Linked DNA regions of Mus musculus: region 1 is linked to region 2. A link is a contact called in public HiChIP or PLAC-seq data. All regions are on one chromosome and are shown on one strand. The core of a region is the stretch at or near the end of the contact, and the rest is flanking DNA. Distances in the headings are between cores, read along the strand shown.

What was found. HiChIP or PLAC-seq counts read pairs in DNA pulled down with a chosen protein or histone mark.
Region 1: a contact with region 2 is called in an H3K27ac HiChIP or PLAC-seq map of the HPC-7 cell line, with 5 times the contacts expected there. The contact joins the promoter of Ptma here to the enhancer-like site in region 2. A contact is called at or near these places in 11 of 39 promoter capture datasets (the 3T3-L1 cell line, 3T3-L1-derived adipocytes, the HPC-7 cell line and 7 more), 2 of 15 datasets of contacts at CTCF or cohesin (embryonic stem cells and large pre-B cells), 3 of 484 Hi-C or Micro-C datasets (the G1E-ER4 cell line, palatal mesenchyme and uterus), 8 of 115 datasets of contacts at active chromatin or transcription factors (the HPC-7 cell line, bone marrow-derived macrophages, embryonic basal ganglia and 3 more) and 3 of 9 other capture datasets (adipose tissue, liver and pancreatic islet).

The regions. Positions count from the first base shown.
Region 1 is chr1:86,522,944-86,528,205 of GRCm38.p6, forward strand. Ptma (prothymosin alpha) reads left to right here and starts at 3,614. Exons shown (of 5, transcript NM_008972.3): 1 at 3,614-4,007. The coding sequence starts at 3,963.
Region 2 is chr1:86,405,315-86,410,462 of GRCm38.p6, forward strand. No RefSeq gene overlaps it. Among named protein-coding and RNA genes, the nearest start is that of Tex44, 18 kb to the right of the region's middle. Within about 2 kb of position 1,832, at least 56 of the 459 cell types and tissues checked have an H3K27ac peak or open chromatin away from gene starts, as enhancers often do. A contact at or near this core is called in the HPC-7 cell line, adipose tissue, bone marrow-derived macrophages and 1 more, where this site is marked.

The DNA.
Region 1 (5,262 bases), core at 2,364-4,863, 120 kb after region 2:
CACACTTACATACAGATGGCCACTGGAAGGCGGCAGCCTAAGGGCACGCTTCCCTTACTGTGAGGGACTGTTATTGGCCCTTTTTGGATATCTAGTTCTTCAGTTCACTGTTATGCCATGTCTGGTTTTTAGAGGTGAGAAAGAGGATCACACAATTATACACAAACAGGAAACAGCATGGCCCAGGCTGAATCCAGGCACAGCTTTAATACATGTATGGATTATATATAATGATTACATAGTTATACCATATAATCCATTACACACACACACACACACACACACACACACACACACTGCCCAGATCCCAAATATATACTTTAATTAAAAAAGAAAATTCCGTGTATATGGCTGGGCATGGTGGCACAAGCCTTTAATCCCAGTAAGGGGAGGCAGAGGCAGGCGGATTTCTGAATTCAAGGCTAGCCTGGTCTACACAGAGAGAGTTCCAGGTCAGCTAGGGCTACACAGAGAAACCTTGTCTTGAGAAATTAAAGCAATCAAACAAAAATGACAGGTATCTGTTTATGTGGGGAGGAGGTCACACGTGTGGAGGTCAGCAGACGTCTTGTGGGAATGACTCTCTCCTACCGTGTAGACCCCAGAGACTGAGCTCAGATCCTCAGGCCTGGCAGCACCTTCATCTTGGGCACCACATATGCTGGAAATGACTTAGGAGCCATCCTAGGCTGCAGGCTGAGCACCCATAGAGCCAGGTTGGTTAAATAAACAAGTCAGGCCTGCTGGGGAATGTGTAAAGCAACAAGACAGGTGCCCAGGAAAATTCCCTAAAAATGAACTTGCCCTGAGGCCATGGTGGTTGTTGGTTTTTTTTTTTTTTTTTTTTTTTTGTCTTTGTTTGTTTTTTGAGACAGGTTTTGTCTATGTAGGCTGGCCTCAAATTCATAAATTTACCTGCCTCTGCCTCCCGAGAAAGGCCTGTGCCACCATTCCAGGCTGCCCTAAGGCCATCTGGACCACCTGCACTGAACATAGCTTTAAGGCAGGCCCAGAACACCCTAGACCTGTTTGAACCGACCCAGGGGAAGGGATGTGGCCTGTTAGGACTCACTAGCTTGTTTGGAGAGACTTGGGTAACACCATGGAAGTACTTCACTTCCGGCCTCTGGAGCAGCCTAAGGCCTAAGATACATGGATGAGTGGAAGTACAGACAGTAAGACCAGCCCTCTCACAAACAGCTGAAGAGGTAGAACAACCTGTTAAGGAAAGAAAGGGACTCTTCATAGTCCCAGCAACTACAGCAGTTCCTGGCTCTTAAGACTCCTGTGGCCAGACAAAAGGCCCAGAGGAGACTTCTGTTCCTGGTCTTCTCAAACATACTAGGATAGCGGGAGCTCTGACCATGGCTTATTTGATAACTCTAACTTCCTTTCTAGAACCTATGGATTTTTTTTTCTTTGTATGAGCCAAACACTGTCATGAATACAGCAGGAGGTCCGTAAGCTTAGCTTGAACATAGATAGTGCTTCTACAACCAGATGCGTGGGCCTTCCTCCCTTATGGTAGAGGCACGGGCATGCACAAGACTAGATAAAGCAGTTCTTCTTCGAGGGAAGTTCATACTTATCCAGCTTCTCACTGATTGCCACCTTGCCTCCCTCAGCTCTCCCAATCCAGAACTCAGAAACCACAACTAAGATGTGGGTGGTATAGGCCAAGCTCTTTGTGCATCTGGGTTTTGTAGATGGAACAATCCTCTAGAGAATAACGGGAGCTTAATGGATAAGCACCAGGTAGAAAGCATCCTCCTTTCTGTTTATATTGAAGCACCGTCCCTCCCTATCTACAAAAAAGGGGTCTGGGCAGCTGCAGCTCAAAGGCCCTTCCCTGTTTAAGCTCCATATCCTCATCACAGTAAAGCCCGCTGGCGGGGGTGGGGCAGTTCGGACTCAGGCAGTTTGTGCAACCTAGGGCGCTGGGGCGCGATAACCGTCTCCGGCCATTAGTGTGCTCCGAGAAGAGCGAGACCCCGGGGGCCTTCACACCCTCCCTTGCCAGGGGCTGCCAGGACAGGAGCAACCGCTGGACAACGGGAGTGAGCGCAGGCCAAAGGGCGGCGGCAAGGCTTTCTCCTTAAAGGAAAAGCTCACACAGGCCCAAGCGGCTGGTGGCGGGACTGGCACGTGCGCGCGGGGATGCGGGCCGGCCACGTGCGGCTCGCGGGCCGACCCTGGGTCCAACTGCAACAGTTTCCCGACACTGCACGTTCCTCTCCTCTCCTCAAGCTCCGCATAGGGGCCTCCGGGTGAGGATGGGCCCAAACGCCGGGGGTGAGCCATAAGGGCAGTTCAGTCTCCTCGCCTCGACCTCAAAGCTCTAAGGGACTTGGCACCCATTCACCCTCCCCGATTCAAGACTCCGGGTTTTCCTCACTCCCGATTCCACGGCCCCCAGGAGACAGACAGCAGGAATGACCAATGGCAGGGCGCAAAGCGTCAACTTTGTGTTCGCCCGCCACTCTCAGCCAGTGTGTGCGGGTTTCTCCCAAGTCCCGCCTTCCGTGTCGGGCGCCCCCTCCTGGCGACACACAGTCGGACGCTATCTGCCGCCATCTTGAGTGTGGCGAAGTCGTTTCTCCGAACCCGTTTATAGCCATTCTGGTCGCTCTTCTCACAGGGCAAATTCCTTAGTTCGACAGCCAAGTGAGACAGCGCTAAAAATGGAGTAATATAGTATTTTGAAGTTGTTCGCGTGAGCCGAGTCGCCACGTCACGCCACGCTTGCCGAGTCCAACGCCATCTTGAGTGTGGCGTCTTTATGGTTTTTCTTTTCTCAGGCTCCGCGTGGTACCGTAAATGGCTCAAGTTTGAAGGAACCCCTTCAAGGACTAGTCCTAATGGCCGGGGAGACAAGTTTCTCCCAGTTGCACACTGTTCATATGCCCACTGGAGCCTGCAAAATGTTAGGGGAGAGGGGTAAACTCGATGGCCGGGCGGGGCTCTGGATGATGTTAAGAGCTGTCGCGACGGCAGTGACCTCTTACAGCAGACGCTGACCAGAGAGCCCTGAGGCGCGACACCGCCTTGTGGCGTGAGGCCCCAGGCCTGTCTCGCTCGAGGACACCGGGACTTTCGCATGAGTCCCCCCAAGTGTGCAGGGCGCGAGGCCCACTCCGGAGCTGACCCTGGACGGCGGGACAGTGGTGGGCGGTGGGGATCACTAGTGTCATCGAGGCGGAGGGAAAGGAGGACGGGGCGGAAGGTGCGAGTCACAGTCACCCCGTTGTGTGGACTGATGTTCACTTGAACTGGGACAACTTGCTCTTCGGTGCGGGCAGGTCCCGGGCGCGGGAACCACGCGGGACACCGCCCGGGGCAAGCGCCGCCCATCGCTCGCCTTCCCCTCCCCCTCCCCCTGGCGGGCAGTGCTCCCGCTCCCCCTCCTCCCTCCCTCCCCCTCCTTCTTCCGAGCAGTCGCGAGGGAGGGGGAGGACCGGGGCTGGGCGGGCAGCTTTGCCGCGCTTTAGCTTTCTGCGTCAGAGGCCTTAGCAAAACAGCTGCGGGAGCGCGCACGCGCGCGACCCCCCTCCGGCGTGGCGAGACCCAACAAAATTCAACACTCTGAATGACAGTGCGGCGGGGGACTGCGCAGCGCGCGCCAAGCCGAGGCACTGCCGCTTTAAGCTCACTTGCCCATTGTTCGGAATCGAGCCAATGAGAGGACGCCCGCTCCCTGCGCTCAGCCAATAGCGCCGGGACTAGGGTGGCTGAGCACCGCCCACTAATCTATATTAAAGCTTCTGGCGCCGCGTGAGTCCCCCACTGGCTGCTCCGAAAAGCCATCTTTGCATTGTTCCTGGGTCGTGCTCCGCGCTCGCTGCAGCCACCTTCGCCGCCCACCGCCTCCTCCAGCGCGGACTCCGGCAGCTCTCTCGCCAGAGTCCTCGAACTCGACTTTTAATTCCCTCACTCGCGGCATCGGACCACCGGCGTGCCCCACCATGTCAGACGCGGCAGTGGATACCAGCTCCGAGATCACCACCAAGGTGAGGCTGGACGCCGCCCGCCCCCTCGGGGTCTGCGCGCCGTCGCCCGGGCGGCGTTGGGGCGCGTGGTTGCGGGCTTTCAGGAAAGCATCACGCAAACGCTTTTCCAGGCGACCCCGCCACCCTCCAGCGGCGCGATGGCCCCGGGCAACACTCTTTGTGTGCGGGGGAGGGGGCGCGAAGCGGCGCGGGCATTGGTGCCGCCGTCGGGAGCTGGCCGATGGCCTGGGGTCGCCTCGGAACTCGGACGCAAACGGGGAGGGCCGAGACGCGGATTCTCGAAACTTGTTTGCGAATGGTTTGAGCGCTCTCGGGGCCGGGGTCGCGGGGCCGCGGCGCACGGAAATAACTTTGAAACTCCGGCGCGTCCGCAGTCGGAAGTGTGGGGGGCGCGTGTGCGGCGCCGGCGAGCTGAGGGCGCCCGCGGCCGAGTCGCTCTTTGTTAGGCGCCCGGGTTCGCGCCCTATAGCGGGCCGGCCACCGGTTATCCGGGATGACGCGGATGGGGCGGCGTGCTGCGCTGGGGGGATTCTGACCGCGACACCTAAGGGTCTGGTCCGCAGCCACGGGTGAACGCGGGTGGTCGTGTTTGTCCCCGCGGCGGCGGACCTCGTCGCAGGGTCAGTCATTGCTGACGGGGTTGGGCCCGGGCGGCGAGCCCACGCGAGAGGGGGAGGAAATAGAAAGTGAAGCTGCGGAGCGGCTGGACGCCCCCCCACGGCTCCCCAGCTGCGGTGGTGCCGTGGCGGTCTAGAAGCCCGCGCAGCACCGCGGTCCTGGCTGGGGTCCTGAGGCAGGGGCTCGCCCTCCCGGTGGAGTCTTCTCCACCCTCAGCCGTGTTCGGTTCGGACTCGTTGCTTTCAAACACCTCGATGTTCGCACCCCGCTTGTCCCGCAGTGGGGACTCAGTCCCAGTCGCCTTGTTTCTTTAAACTCCCGTGGCTCGCCATCTCCCTCGGCTGGTGCGACCCCGTGCAGAGCGCGCTCTGGAGCGATGCCCGCCACCGCTGTAACACTTTGTAGCAAGCATGGTCCCACCTCCGCCCTCGGCGGGAGTCTCAGGTGAATTCCCGCGAGGTCCAGCGCTCCTAGGGAGCGCCCCCCCCGAAGGTCTCGAGGGTCGGAGCCGAGGAGCTCCGAGTCCCTGGTGACCTACCGCGAGAGCTTGGCGCCAAAATCGGAGCCGGAAGCCGCGTGTTGCCCCTCACAGGCAGGACCCCAGGGGGCAGCACGGAGCGGGCTTTCTCCAGTGGGT
Region 2 (5,148 bases), core at 582-3,081:
TGTAGTGTAGTGTTAAGAACTTGCCTGGTGTGCTTCCAACATCCAGCACAGCAAGAAGAAAAACCAACAACAACAAAGGGGTAAATGGGTGATGCTAGGCTTGGTGGTTTGGGACCCATAATTGCATTATTTAGGATGCAGAGATAGGAAAGTAATGAGTTCAAGAACAGCCTGGGATACATAGTTTAGACCAACCTGAGCTACAAGAGAGTCCCTGTCAAGAACATCAAGGGGCTGGAGAGATGGCTCAGTGGTTAAGAGGTCTTGAGTTCAATTCCCAGCAACCACATGGTGGCTCACAATCATCTGTAACAATTCTGGCCTATCTGAAGACAGCTTGTAAGACCCCGAAACTGGGGAGACCTCCGCTCAAGTCCCGGGATGAGCTGGCCGGCACCCCAATAACTCGAGAGAAAACCACACCTGATGCAAAGCTGCAAGAGGATTTATTATCAGCTAGCTGAGGATGAACTCCTTTCATGGAGCAGGGCAGGGGAGTTCGACCCTGAGCAGTAACAGTAGGGGGCTTTTTAAGGAAAAAGTGAGGAATTGGGAGGAGTTGGGAGGAGTTGGGAGGAGTTTGGCTATAGCTCTTCTCTGGGGTGTACTTGGTAAAATTACAAGTCATGAGGAGTGGGGAGTGAGTTGTAGCTCTACTTTGTGGAGTTTATCTTTGGCACAGGGAGCCAGGCAAGCGCCTGGCTAGGTCTTTTTACAATTATCGCATCTCTGGTTGTAAGGTATAGAAACAAAAAGGCTTTAGAGAACAAAGAGCTTCTTTCTGGCTGTATTTTTAGAGATCAGGGAAAACAAGCTTGGGGAAAATGCTTTAAGTCGGGGTCTCACAAGCTATAGTATGCTCATATACATTAAGTAAATAAAATCTTTTTTTAAAAAAAAGAACAACGGGGGAATGGGTGGGTAGGGGAGTGGGGATGGGTGGGTATGGGGGACTTTTGGTATAGCGTTGGAAATGTAAATGAGCTAAATACCTAATAAAAATGGAAAAAATAAAATAAAAATGCAAAAAAAAAAGAACAACAACAAAAATGTTGTTGTATACTTTACATGAAAGAGCTGGACAGCATGTGAATTCTGTGTCAACAAAACTGGTCTTAAAAATAGATTCCTTCCACCACAGCTTCCTCCCTCTTCTCTGGGTCAGCTCTGAGTCGTGTTCTGCACAGTGGAGTTCTTGCCACCTCATCTTCTGCTGGGCCTCACTTCCTCGAGTTCCCCCACACTTCCTGGATTTTCCTCACAGATAAATACCTTCCTCCCTCTATGCAGGTCTGCACCCTCCTTGGGTTGGGAGTCAACACGCCCTTTGGGGTGGGCTTGTGTGTGTGCACTGTGCATGTACACCTGCTCAAACAGAGGTCAAGATGGAGCGTCTTCTTCTAGTCCTCGTCACCGTATCTTTCTAGACCGGTTTTCCTCACTGAACTCCCAATGTTCATCAGTTGGCTAGACTACCTGGCCGGTAAGCTCTGGGAAACAGCCTAAGTCCTCCAGCACTAAGGCTGCAGATGCTGTAGGTGTATCCCACCGCACATGTTTACATGGATCCTAGGAATCTGAATTAATGCTTGGGAGGCAGGCACTCTACCTGCAGACACTTTACCTGCTGGACCATCTCTCAGCCCAGAGGAATGTTCCCATCCGAGAAGAGGGCTTGGACCAAGGTCAAAGACCTGAGGGGCTGGTCTCAGCCACTGCCGTGAAACTGGCATCAGGCCAATGTGATTTGCCTTTGTCAGGCCTGGGAACAGTGACAGGGACTGTGAAATAACCAAGCCCTGTCAGTGACCTTTACCCCAGAGCTCATTACCCCTTTGGCTCGGTTTTTGGCTGTCCTTGCGGCAGAGACTTCCTGTGAGCACACAAACAGAGACGGATGAGACTATGCACGGTATGGGGCCTAGTAGGGCGGTCTGTGGGAAGACTGAGCCTCTTCTACTTCATCTTTTTAAAATTATTGTCTCACGTAGCCCAAGCTGACCTTGAACTTGCTATGGAGCTGAGACTGGTCTTGAACACCCAAGTACTAAGATTATAGGCATGCACCACCATGCCTGGCTTCATTTTGAGCATAGTTAGAAAAACACTACATAGCAAAAGCAAACCAGGGGCGCCCTGCTGGCCCCAAGAAAAGGTGTATCTGCTGTAACAAAGGACCACAGTCTGGGTTACTAATGAAACAGAAATTTTCTCATTATTTGGAAAGCTGAAAATTCAAGATCAAGGTGTGGAAGGGTCCAATTTCTCCTGAGGCCTCTCTCCTTGGGTTACAGTAGAACACCTCTGGCTGGGTCTTACCTATATAAATACAATGAATCTTTTCTCTAAGGACACATTTCTACTTTGTGGGTGCATCCAAGGGGAGGGGACAAAACTGGAGAGATGACTCATCAGCTAAGCACACTTATTTCTCTTGCAGAGGACCAGAGTTCAGTCCCAGCGCTCATACGGAGGTTCACAAACATAGGTCAGTCTAGTTCTGGGGGACTCAGCACCCACTTCCGACCTCCTTGGGCACTAAGCATGTATGTGGTACACATGCATACATGTAAACCAAATACTTACACATAAAATAAAATAAATCTAATTTTTAAAATAAAAATTTAAAAAAGACTGTCTTGGGTCCCATCACTGTGACCCGCAAGCTGGAAGAAGAGAACTGACTCCCACAGACTGTCCTCTGACCTGCACACGCCCCCCCTTAATAAATCAATAAATGCCATTAAGAATAATTAAGAAAGAAAGACTGGGCAGTGGTGGTGCACATCTTTAACCATAGCACTCGGAAGGCTGAGGCAAGTGAATCTCTGTGAGTTCGAGACCAGCCTGGTCCATTCTGGGACAGCCAGGGCTACCCAGAGAAACTCTGTCTTGAAAGTCAACAAAGAAAAAAAAGAAAGAAAGGGAACATTGGTGGCCCATTTTGTATACTTTACTGACAGGTTTGCTTCTAAGAGGGTTTAAAGCCTTGTCATAACTCAAATGCTAATCCAAGTCGATGTTTGCCATAATTATATATGTACAAGATGTGGCTGGCATCTGCAGTGAACTGAGACTGTAGGTAAGAGAGATTGCTTTTGATGTGTGGGTGGACCTTACCCAATCAACTGAAGACCTTATGAACAAAACCTAAGGCCTCCCTAGAGGCAAAGGAAGTCTTCAGTGGCCCTCCTGCCAGGGGTCTCCATGCACATTTCACACTCGCCAGCCCCACAATGACAAGAGTCACTCCCACGGACTAGCTTACGTGCATATGTAGAGATGTGCACCTACTGTCTACGTTGTGAAGGAGGAATGGTGAATCGCTACGGGCTCTGCCTCTCTGCAGTATGCTGGGCAGCACATCTACCCTTCGGAGGGCAGAGTGTGCAAGGGGCTGGCTGGGGTGTGTCAGGATCAGAGTCCACCATACGGGGGTGGGGGTGGGGGTAAGCAGGGGTGGTGTATCAATCTCTCTCCTGAAATCTCCTGAGGTCACAGTGCAGCGGGTGGGAATTTTGTTGCCATCTGTCCCAGAAAATGTATTCTCCCCAAACTGTAGTAGAACCAAAAATAGGCCCCGCAAAGCTCTTCCAAAACAACACTAAAAGTGGAAAATTGCAATCACTCACAGGATTCTGAAGGCAAGTCCTAAAACCAGCTCTCCATTAATCAGCTCAGATCCTATCACTGCTGATGGGAATTCTCCAGGAGCCCTTCGCACAAGCCCAGAAATATCTAGTCTACAGCCTGGGCTTGCTCCCCTGCTCTCCTCCTGGCTATGCTCCTGCCTCAGGGAGAATGGGCCCGTCTCATTCCCTTATGTCTTAATCTCAGGGCTTCTGGAGGGAGCAGCTAATACATATTCATATATACATACATGCATAAATACACATACATATGATTGAGTGTGTAGATTAATAATAAATAATAGATGATAAATGATAGACAGATAGATAGTTAGATAGACATATTGATATATTGATAGATAGATGACTCATCAATCCTAAAGCTCACGAATCCCATTTGACTCAGTACCCATCAGACCCTGGGCCAAGCTATGGTGGCCATTAGTGGTTGGCAAAATGCCTTGTTTGGCCTAGGGACCCAGCTGTCCCAGCATCCCAGCTGGAATGGGTGAAGTGGGCACCTTATATGAATCTCAGCAGAGAACCTGTCCCTCCACAAGGTGAATTTAAACTGGGCCATTGTGGACTGCTGTCTAACTGGGCTATGAAAGCAGAAGACCAGGGTAACAGAGAAAAGCCACTAGGCAGCTGCTGCCAGAACCCACAGGATGCCAAAAAATTATTGCTGAGTACAGTTGAGAGTGGAGCTGCCCTAGCTGAGGTAGACAGGAAGATGGCTCTGACAGGAGCAGACAGGTCCCTGCTGGCCCAGGCCAAAAAGAAAGAAGCAGTTTCTGTTGTGGGGGGTGGGGGAGTGGGAAGCATTACAGATTTACTGAGGTGTCCGCTACACCGCTAATTCAATTTCTTAAACCTCCTTCTTTCTTTTCTTTCTCTTCTTTCTCTCTTTCTTCCTCTCTTTCTCTTTCTTTCTCTCTTTCTCTCTTTCTTTCTTTCTTCTTCCTTCCGTCTTCCCTCCCTCCCTCCCTTCCTCCCTCTCTCTCTTTCTTTTCCTTTTTTTTTTTCTTTTTTTTTTTTGAGACAGGGTTTCTCTGTGTAGCCCTAGCTGTCCTGAAACTCACTCTGCAGACCAGACTGGTCTCGAACTCAGAAATCCACCTGCCTCTACCTCCCAAGCGCTGGGATTAAAGGTGTGCACCACTACTGTCCGGCTCTCTTTTTCTTTTAGATTCATTTATTTCGATGTGTCAGAAGAAGGTGTTGGATCCCCTGGGACCTAGAGTTACAGAAGACAGACTGCCACGTAGGGCTGGGAATCGGTCAGCGTGGCAAGAGAAGAGAGAGCTCTTATGGGCTGAGCCACGTCTCCAGCCCCATTTTTGTTTTGTTTTTTTTTTAACTATGTACACGTATTGCCTTAAAACCGCAAGACAAAGCAAGACAGTGCCAGTGTCTGGCCTGGGAAGCTTGGGCGGTGAGCGGTGGGTGCCGCTCTCCCTCTTTGCTCACTGACAGATCCCCCTTGGTTTATTTCCTGCTGATCGTATCCAGATGAAGC